Linked DNA regions of Gossypium hirsutum: region 1 is linked to region 2. Evidence: chromatin contacts called from public Hi-C data. All regions are on one chromosome and are shown on one strand. The core of a region is the stretch at or near the end of the contact, and the rest is flanking DNA. Distances in the headings are between cores, read along the strand shown. Region 1 has its middle 24 kb from the start of LOC121205054. Region 2 holds the start of LOC121204469 (4-hydroxy-tetrahydrodipicolinate synthase, chloroplastic).

The links. A called contact is a pair of places that touch in the nucleus more often than the background predicts.
Region 1: a Hi-C map of fibers shows a contact between it and region 2, with 1.6 times the contacts expected there. The contact joins the enhancer-like site here to the promoter of LOC121204469 in region 2. A contact is called at or near these places in 8 of 34 Hi-C or Micro-C datasets (callus, fibers, hypocotyl and 2 more).

Annotation. Positions count from the first base shown.
Region 1 is chrA08:104,843,793-104,849,380 of Gossypium_hirsutum_v2.1, reverse strand. No RefSeq gene overlaps it. Among protein-coding and RNA genes, the nearest start is that of LOC121205054, 24 kb to the right of the region's middle. Within about 2 kb of position 2,815, at least 7 of the 9 cell types and tissues checked have an H3K27ac peak or open chromatin away from gene starts, as enhancers often do. A contact at or near this core is called in fibers, where this site is marked.
Region 2 is chrA08:104,807,384-104,812,356 of Gossypium_hirsutum_v2.1, reverse strand. It overlaps LOC121204469 (4-hydroxy-tetrahydrodipicolinate synthase, chloroplastic), which reads left to right and starts at 2,200. Exons shown (of 3, transcript XM_041074299.1): 1 at 2,200-2,754; 2 at 3,119-3,202; 3 at 3,757-4,807. The coding sequence starts at 2,669. The coding sequence ends at 4,684. LOC121204470 (a long non-coding RNA gene) reads left to right here. Exons shown (of 5, transcript XR_005899391.1): 5 at 61-264.

The sequences.
Region 1 (5,588 bases), core at 1,566-4,065, 36 kb before region 2:
AACCTTTGGTCTATTGCTTCAGTTTTTCCTCGTGTATTGTAATGATGTTCCAGGATAACTGCCATGATTTTAGGGTTTTTTGTGAGTTTTATTGCGTATAATGCAATGCACTGCTAATGAATGAAATGAATGCAAAAAAGAGGTGTTGATTCTGATTCAATTCTTTTAGAACAACTTTTCTAGAAAATAAATTTCTTTACATAAAACGGATACATATACGGCCTTGCCCTCGTACTCCAGGCGAAGACATCAATTGTTTTCTTCATATCCGGATGTTAAGATCAAATCTCGCGAACTTTCCAATGGGTACCTCTACTAGCTCTTTTTTGCTTGATCTGGGTTGCGACCCATTGCTCATTCATTCCCATGAGGCTCGTTAGTTTCTTTAAAAAGAAGTTGGAATGTTGACTGCTTTTGAATAATCTTTGTCAACATGAAGCAAAGTCGTGTACTCCTCTATCAGACTATCACCTTCTCTCGTGTTTTCTCAGACTATATTCAGACGGCCATATTGTCTTCCACTTTATCAAGAAATTTATTTTCCATGACAAGCTCTCTATTTAGCAACTGAACGTGAATCAACACCTCTTTTCTATGATGAAAATGCAATGCAATCATAACCAAAACAAAAGAAATACGTCAGTACAAAAAACATAAATGAAAGATAGAGCATCTATTTGGTAACCACTATGGTTTGAAGTGGCTCTATCTAGGGTGGGCTCTTAAGGCTCGCTATATGCGGTTTGGTTCTAAATTAAAGGTACACGAACCGGTAGATTCCTCAATCTTCACCCATTATAGGTTCATATGGACCGAGTTCAGTTCAGGAGAATACATTTCCCTATGGCTACACGGAGATAAAAATCTCACGAAGACATAGGTACAGATGTATTCCGAAAGCGATCTACTATTCTATATGGAGGTGAAGACCTCACAAAGGAATAATTTCTCACTCCCACTTAAGAGGGGTAAAGTCGAGAGGGCATGCAATATGACGCGTGAAAGTATACTAAGAGACTCGAACCAAAAGCAAACATATCAAACGACATAAACCACGAAAATGAAATGAAATGAAAAGTCATAATTTTAAATTTGATTTCTAATTTTCAACAAAAGGACAGGAAATAATCAATTTACGGCTTGACTCTCTTAATTGTCCCCAGCGGAGTCGCAAAGCTGTCGAAACCATTTTTTTTTGAAAAACGGTCGACATTTTATTTTGAAAATGAAAACAGGAGTCACCACGAATCTTTTTTTTTATGAGGTGTGATCAAGTCACCTTATGATTGATCGTTTTAATAAAATGTCTTGATTTACTAAAACAACCATTTTGGTCTACGAAATTCGAGAAAACGGGTTCGGGAGTCAGTTACGTACGAGGAAGGATTAGCATCCTCGTAACGCCCAAAATTGGTACCTAATTGATTAATTAATGTCTTAACGTTGAAATTTGAAAACCCGAAAAAATTTAAGATAAGATCCTTCCCCTTTTTATTAATGTTGAAAAAATGGTTGAATAAACTGAAACGAGTATTAAAGGCTCTCTCATCTCGAGATTATAAGATGTCACATTTTGTAAGTTAGGACACGACATTTGAACTCTCGAAAATAAGCTTGCCTTTTAGTCGTTTTATTTTTAAAATTGTACTTTAATTTTTAAAAGGATATTCGATTGTTTAGATTCAACAAGAAAAATCAAAACCCCGTAAGTTAGGGCACGACCTTCTCGAGTTTCTGAATGTGAAATATTGCCTTTATTTTTATTTAAAGTTCATATATTTTAAAATTTAAAAGGATATTTGGTTATTTAGGTTCAACGAGAAAATTGAAACCCCGTAAGTTAGAGTACGACTTCTCGAAGTTCTAAATACGAAATATTACCTTTATTTTGAAAACTTTCTTTTTTAATGAATTTGGGTAAAAATTAATGCAATATTAAAACAATGTATGAATAAAAAAGGTTACGATGATGAATAACGACAATATGAATATGCTAATAAAAAAACGATTCTTGATAATCACATAATATGTATGCTACTTAAATGCTAATATGTACAATCTAATAAAAGAATAACTAACATATAATAATAATAATAATAATAATAATAATGAAATCTAAACTTTGTAATGCATTAAAATAATAAACAATTAAAATAAATAAGCACAAAGGCGAATGAAATAAACAAAATAAATAATAACAATAACAACAATAATGACAAAACAGTACACTAAAAAGAAGATACTAATAAATACAAATAAGATAAAGAAACAAATAAATAAGTACATAAATAAATATAAGGAAAATGGTTTGTAAAAATATTGAAAATAAATCATCAAAGAAGAATATAAATAAAATTAGAGTCACAATTTGTAATAAAACATGTGTAAGTAAATTATAATAGATAAAATAACAATAATGACAGTAATAATAAATAATATATATAAGTAAAAGGAAGATAAATAAATGGATTTTAATCATAAAAGGGTTAAAATAAATAAATAAATAAATAAATTAAACATTAAATTAAATATTTAATAAAACAATTTTTTAAAACACAAAAAAATAAAAGAAATTGAAGTTATAAAGGGTTGAGGATTAAATTGCAATCAGAATCAAATATGGGGTACAGATTATAAAATGCAAAAATTAATAAAACACAAATAAGGATCAAAATAAACGGGTGAAAAACAAAAAAGGACCGAATGGGAAATTATTCCCGAAGTTCTTATGCGCTTCGTTTCTTAAGGGACGAAAATAAAATAATTATGAAATCATCGGGCAAAATTAAAACAAAAAAACAAAATGGACCAAATTGCAACGCGCTGAAAGTACCAAGGGGCAAAAGGGAAAATATCCTTGGCCCTCCTATGCGCAGGGTTTTATTCCAGGACTAAAATGGCACAAAAATAAAATTATAGGGTAAATTTTAAAATAAAAAAATGGGACCAAATTGAAAGATCTAAAAAAACGGAAGGGCTAAAGCAATAAATAACCCAAAAGTTTGAAAACGCGCGGATCCTTGGATGGGTTGGGTCAACCGCAGGTATAAGTGATGAAACGACGTCGTTTTGGCCTATGCGCACTGGCAGCGTTTATAAAAGTGAATTTTTTTTTAAACTTTCATTTTGCTCCCTTTTTTTCAAAAAAAAAATTCAAAAAACCTCTTTTTCTCTCAACTCTCTCAAGCCCCCTTGCCCGGCTTGTGGGTTTCATCGGTGTCTGATGCGCCTCCACCTCCGTCGTGGCCTATGGCCTGAGTCGCACAAAACGGGGTGTTTCAGACCCCCTTTTTAAATGGATTTGAAGGCCAAACCTTCTCCGCCTAAGAAAAATCGAGAGAAAAAAACCCTTACCCCTTTTTGGTCCAGTGTCCGCGTTAAAATCAATAGAAAAATATGAAACGAAAATCACCTTTTTTCATTTCTTTTCTGTTTTCGGTTGTTATACTCATGTGTGTGTAAAAAAATACATAATGATTCTTGTAGCCTTTTATAACCGAATACATTTCGTTTGTTTTGCTCTTTTTTTTGCTACGATTTCTCTATGTCTATTGTGTTTGTCTTCTTCGCAGGTACAGAGGTACGGAGGCTGTACGTGGGAACATCGACGTGGAGGTGGAGGCGGCAGTATTAGGATTCCTCTCTTTTTTTCTGCTGCAAATTTTAAGGTTTTGAGCCCTTTTGGGGTTAGGGTTTAGTTGAGTTATTTGGGCTAGGGTCTTGGGTTTTGATTGGTTGTAAATGGGTTTGTAATTTCATAATTTGGACTGTGGACATTTGTTGTTTATTGGTTTTGCTTTAATTGGGATTTGATTTTATTATTATGTTTCTGTATTGGTTTTTTTATGTTGGTTTGGGCCTTGAGCAAATTGGGCTTTCTACAGTCCGCGTTCTTTGAAGTCGACTAGGTGTAGTAGCCACGTTATGTATACCAAATTTCAAGATTTATCGGGCATTAGAATGCCCCCGGTTAACCTCAAGATAGATTTTCAAGCGTATTGTTCTTTGATGACGTCGAGCGCGTTCAAAGGAAGTTATTTGAAATTAGTTTCCAACCACTTAATATCTATTCGACCACCTTAAAACTTGTTCAACACATTCCCCAAAAATGTCTTGCAAAGATTCTCTTTACCGAGAACAATCGTTGATCTCGTAACGACTGACTCATTCTCTGGTAAACCAATTTGTAAATATATGTCATTGAGTGTGATTGTACACTCGCCGCATGAAAGATGAAATGTGTATGTCTCGGGTCTCCATCATTCCACCAATGCGTTGATGAGTATATGATCCAATTTGTAGCCTCCGAGCATACAAGACACATGTAAGAACTTCGCATCTTATAGGTAACCATGAATTTCGGTGTCTAGGCTCTTTGACAAATTATGTATGAACCCCTCCAAAACATGATCATCCTCCTATTTATATCGAAAAAATAAAATATTTTAAAAATTAAAAGCTTCAAATTTAACTTAATTGAAAATAACGGAATTTAATTTTTTTTCTTACCATTATCGCTTGAGTGGCGGAAATGTGCTCGTCGTCAAAATGAATCAAAGAGCTTGTCATTCGTGAAAATTTAATCAAAATAAATATACGAAATAATTAAATAAAACTATAGTATTTTTGAATAAAGTGTATAGGAAAGTTTTGAACAAAAATTGAGAAATTTGAGAGAGTTGAGAGAATTGAGAGTTTAGAGAGAATAGAGAGAGTTGGATTTGAGTGAAAAGAATGAAAAATGGTTTTGTATTTATAGGAAAAAAATTTACCATTGGCTCTTTTAAAAAATTTTACCATTGCCAATGTTTAAAAAGTTGTTGGGAAAATAACCTTTGGAGGAAAGCGCACCGAGTTAGACGTACTTTCACACACTCCCTACAAAAATGACCTATTTTTTTAATTTAAAAAATGACATATTTTTTCTAATTTAGCCGATAAACTATTCATTTTAATTTTTTTGATAAAATTTTATTCATAAAAAAAAAGCAAAACTTACTACAAAGATTTACAAAATGCAACAACAAAAATAGGATATAATAAAACCCCAATTTTTATACCCTAAACCAATATTATTAATAGCAATCTTAGCTCCGAATAATCTATCTTGAACAATATTCTTTAGTTGTGAATATAAAACTTGTCTTGATATTGACGAGCCACCACAAAGTCTGTAATTTCTTTCCTGCCAAATGAAAGCACTCTATGCAAGTCTAATAATGGTGGAATGCTGAATTTTATGTGTTTCCACTTGCTGAATCCATCAAGCTCTTAATGTCAAGAACCTGAAACCTTATGCAACTCACATGCCTGCAAAATCCCCCTTCCCGAACTCTTTTGAATAGGAGCAACTCAAAGTTATGCTCCCTAGACTCTATTTTCTCATCATTACACAACACATAAAAAGAGTTAACAATCAAACCTCAAAAAACCATTCTACTTTTATTTGTTAATCTATTTTGAATAGCTAATTTGGGAATAGGGATAACTAGGGGCTGCTAGGGCACAACCTCCCTAAAATAGAAAATTTTTATTTAAATCTTTTAAATTTTTTAAAAATTTAAATTAGTAAAAGTAAAATTGCACTT
Region 2 (4,973 bases), core at 951-3,450:
GATCTTTTGTTAGCCCAACCCAATATTTTTGATCCAACTCGCAGCAATACATGCCTTCAGTGAATCAGGCTCAATCTGAAGTTTAGAGGTTGAGAGACCAAATGGCTCAAATGAAGCAAGCACAATTGAGCAAATTGCTCAACTTAAAGCGGAGGCAGCATCGAGAGAAGTAGAGGCTAAAAAAAAATATGATGAACTCTAGCTACAACTTAAAATGGAGGCAGCAGCGAGGGAAGCAGAGGCAACAGCAAGAGCAGCAGAGGCAACAAGAAAATATGACGAACTCCAGCTACAGCTTCAAAATATGATGAAGATGTTTCAGCAGAATCAATCGCAGAATCTGCCATCTTAGACTTTTGTTTTCTTTTGTGAGAATATCTTAACAATATAACTTTCAAATATATTTTGTTATTTCATTTATTAATTTAGATCATATACATATTTATTTTGTGATACTATCATTTAAATTTAAAATTTTTGGTTGGATTTGAAGTTACAGGAAAATATGTTGAAAATTTAGGTTTTATATGAAATAAAATGGGTTGGTAAATCTGTTAATGTTAGTGGCGTTTTCTCACAAACGCTGCTATAGAACATGTTCTTTAGCGGCGCTTTTACTATGAATGCCACTATAGAACATGATCTTTAGCGGCGTTTTTACTACAAACGTCGTTAAAGAACATGATCTTTTACGACGATTCTATCTACAAACGCCACAATATGCTCGACTCTCTTGTAGTGTTTGTAAGAAAAAGCACTGCTAAAGTTCTTTAGCGGTGTTTGTAATAAAATCGCCGCTAAAAATCATGTTCTATAGCGGTGTTTTCCAAAATAAATGCCGCAAAATTTAGCGGCACTATTTCTAATGGCATTTTCTGCGGCGCTTTGATAGGCGTTGCAAACTATTTTAGGGGTGCTTATAAGCACCACTATAGGGTCAAAAAAATGCTGCTAAAAACCTATTTTGCTGTGATTTTTTCTTTTATTTTCAACAAATTTCAATCAATTTTTCTTCATTTTATTCATCTTTTTCCTTTTGATTTTTTTTTTTTTGAGATTTTTTTCCTTTTTTTAACTTTTGGTATTGTTATCAAAGTGAAGAAATGAGTTGGAGTTCTATTCTTATCCAAATTAAAGGCATAATACATAGTGTGTGGTTCTTATTTTTCTTTTTTTTTTAAAAAAATTGAAAGTCAAATTAGAGTCTAGTTTTTTAATTTTTGGTATATATACATGTACTTTTTTATAGGGTTGTGATCTTGGGTATTTTTTAAGGCAAATGTTTACTTTTTGCCCTTCCGCTTTTAGTATGCATTTGACTTCCTAGAGGTGGGTGCTACAATTTGGGCATTTTCATTAGTGGAAAAGATAAAAGCTTTTTTCTCAAGTTCTTGGGGTTTGATTGTTGAAAACAAAAAAGTTTAAATTTTTTGTTGTAGAAATCTTATGTTGGATGTGGACTAGTGAGAGACATACAACAAAGATGAGAATCAAGTACTTAGAAATAACTTTGAATCAAAGTCATTCAATATTTTAACATTGATGCTAAAACATCTAATGTTGTTTTTGCTATCAACACTAATGTTGTTATGGTCAAAGATGCTAATAATGCGAAGGTATTCATAAAGTTTTGATCTTTTTTGGATTCCATGAGGTCAAATTGAATTTTTTTTATTGTTGCAGTTAGGCAATTTCATTATTTATATGGCAACATTTGTGTTTGGTTTTGTGGTCACATTTGGTGTGGTTCCTCTTATTGCTATAATTGGAGCAATACATACCATATTATTAGCTGAACTCTTCACAAAAACCTAACAAGCTTTATCACAATGAAGAAATATTGTTAAACAGGTTAAAAAAGACATTTTCTTTTTAAATTGCAAATAATGGTTCAAATTCTAGTTATTTTAACTTTTTGCTAGTAAATTAAAAGCATTACAAGCCTACTCATTAGCATTGAAAGTAGCACAAAAGATTGATTGTTTCGACTAGGGTTTGTTGGAGAAGAGAAATTAAGTGAAAACAAAGAAAAAGAAAGAAATAAAAATAAAAATAAAAACAAAAATAGAAAATAAATAATTTAATGTAAAAAAAGAACGAAAATAAAATTTTTAAACATGTGGCATATCAAACCCATTGTAAACAAGGAAATGACATTTATGTAATAACGGATAAGTTTAAAAAATTCAATATAGAAAAATAGCTTACCCACTATTAAATGAACCCTGACAGTAATGGAAATTGGGCACAAAATTACAAAAGTAGACAACAAGGCCACGCCTCAAACAAAACCCTAAAAACAAAACCACATAAATTAAAGCAGCCTCCTTTGCCTTCTTCTACACCACTTAGCCTCTCGCACTCAGTCCACTACCATCTGCCACCTCATCACCGGATTCTGACGTCATGTCCCCGAACTATCAGCTTCTCCTGACCTCCTCCGTTTCTCAAACATCCGTTTCCACCACGACTACCACCACCATTTCAACTATCATCACCATTTCCAGTCACTGAAATAGAAAATTAATCTCTCTATCCACTATTGGGTTCACGCATTTTCATCTTCAAAGTCCAAAGTATATAGACTGTTTCTGAAACCAAATTCAAGTTTTATCTAGACTATCGGTTAGAACCGGGTCTAATCTTTGGTTGTTGGTTTGGTTGAAAGATGGCTATTTTGAAGAGCTACGGCGTGCGTTTGAGAGAGTCTACGCCCCAGTTTCCGCGTCCCAATCTCTGCGATAACTACAAGAGGTTTTGACATTATATATAACATATTGTTTTCTTTTGTTTTTCGTTTTTTGTTTTTTGTTTTTTAATCGTAGTAGTCCTTAAATAATTTAATTAATTTATTAATCAACACTGTTTGTTGGCTGATTTTGGTATTAAGTGGGAACTCTTTATTGCTTCCGAGAACTAGATATATAACGATAATATATTTTCCCTTTAATCTGTTTAGTAATGGTTGAACATAATTGCTTTTTTTTTTTTGGTTTTTTTTTTAAATTTTAGCTTATGCTTACCGGGTATTAATCATTAACAAGGTTAATCTCAGCTGGAATTTATATCTGCATATTGCTATATTGGCTCATCATTTTATTTGTTTGCTTTGTACCAGGAGAAATGTAAAATGGAGATCCCCACAAGCTGCTGTAATTCCTAATTTCCATCTCCCAATGCGTAGTTTTGAGGTTAAAAACAGGTAATAACTTTATGCTAGCTTCTGAATCTGATTGACGTTTAAGTGAGTGAAATTTCTTGTTGGTTCACCTATAGTTGCTCGAGTTTAGTGATAAGCACTGCTTCTAGCTATGCTCCTCAATTGTCCCTAAAATCTCGATGTTGGTTATGTCCTTGTGTCTTGTTCCTTGGTTCTTGTGCTACCGTAATGAATTTATGTTGGATGTGCCACGACACTTTTTGTTATCCTACCTTTATCAAGTTGTGTACTTTTGTTACACTCTTAATGAGTGCTTGAAGGGAGCATAAGCGATTTATGCAAAGATAAACATAGTTGAACACTTTGGTTTTGGTCCATGCATAATTCCAATTAGAATTTCTTCTTACTTTTCATTTTTTTATGTTTGGAGTTGGTACGATTGTAATGCTTAATGCAGGGAGGATATCTTTGACGTATTAGTTCCATGATGATGGTGTTGCAATATGCATTTTCAATGTGTGATGAAAGTGGTAACGAGCCTTTCTTTTGAAATAGTTGCTACTGGTTGATGATTTCACCTGCTTTCTGCTTTGCAGGACATCAGCAGATGATATTAAATCTCTTCGATTGATAACAGCCATCAAAACCCCGTATCTACCCGATGGAAGGTTTGATCTCGAAGCATACGATGACTTGATGCACATGCAAATTGAAAACGGTGCAGAAGCTGTAATTGTTGGTGGCACAACCGGTGAGGGCCAGCTGATGAGCTGGGACGAACACATAATGCTTATTGGTCATACAGTCAACTGTTTTGGTGGATCAATTAAGGTAATCGGAAACACTGGCAGCAACTCAACCAGGGAAGCGATTCATGCCACTGAACAAGGTTTTGCTGTTGGAATGCATGCTGCTCTTCACATCAATCCATATTACGGCAAAACATCTCTGGATGGCCTGATTTCTCACTTCGATAGTGTGCTGCCAATGGGACCTACCATCATATACAATGTACCATCGCGAACTGGCCAAGACATTCCCCCACGTGTCATAAACAACGTAGCACAGAGTCCCAACTTGGCTGGTATTAAAGAATGTATTGGAAATGACCGAATTGAGCAGTACACAGGTAATGGAATTGTAGTATGGAGTGGGAACGATGATCAGTGTCATGATGCTAGGTGGAGCCACGGGGCTACCGGTGTGATTTCTGTTACAAGCAACCTCGTCCCGGGTTTGATGCGAGAACTCATGTTCGGAGGTAAAAACCCTTCACTTAATGCAAAGCTCTTACCTCTAATCGAGTGGCTCTTTCAAGAGCCTAACCCCGTTGGGCTTAACACGGCCCTTGCACAGCTTGGGGTTGTGAGGCCAGTTTTCAGGTTACCGTATGTACCACTTCCATTGGAAAAGAGGGTAGAATTTGTTAATCTGGTCAAGGAAATTGGGCGGGAGAATTTTGTAGGAAAAAATGATATTCAAGTTCTTGATGATGATGTCTTCATCTTGGTTGGGCGTTATTAGTAGTAGTCTTTTTTGTCAATGGTCAGAGAACTCTAGGATTGGATGTGTCTAATTTCGAGTATGCAAATTTACATTTTCGTTTACAAAATTAGAAATAAAATCTAGGTTTGCTTGCTTGTTTAATTGTTAATGTTGTGATGCCACTAAAAGCAAATTGTTCTCTTAAATCAACTTTTTTTTTGGGGGGCAATGTCCACTGCAAATATATGTTTTAAATTACTAATTGAATTGAAAAATATTAGGTTCTTCAAATTTAATTTATTAAATTTAAAAAATTATTACGCTTTCT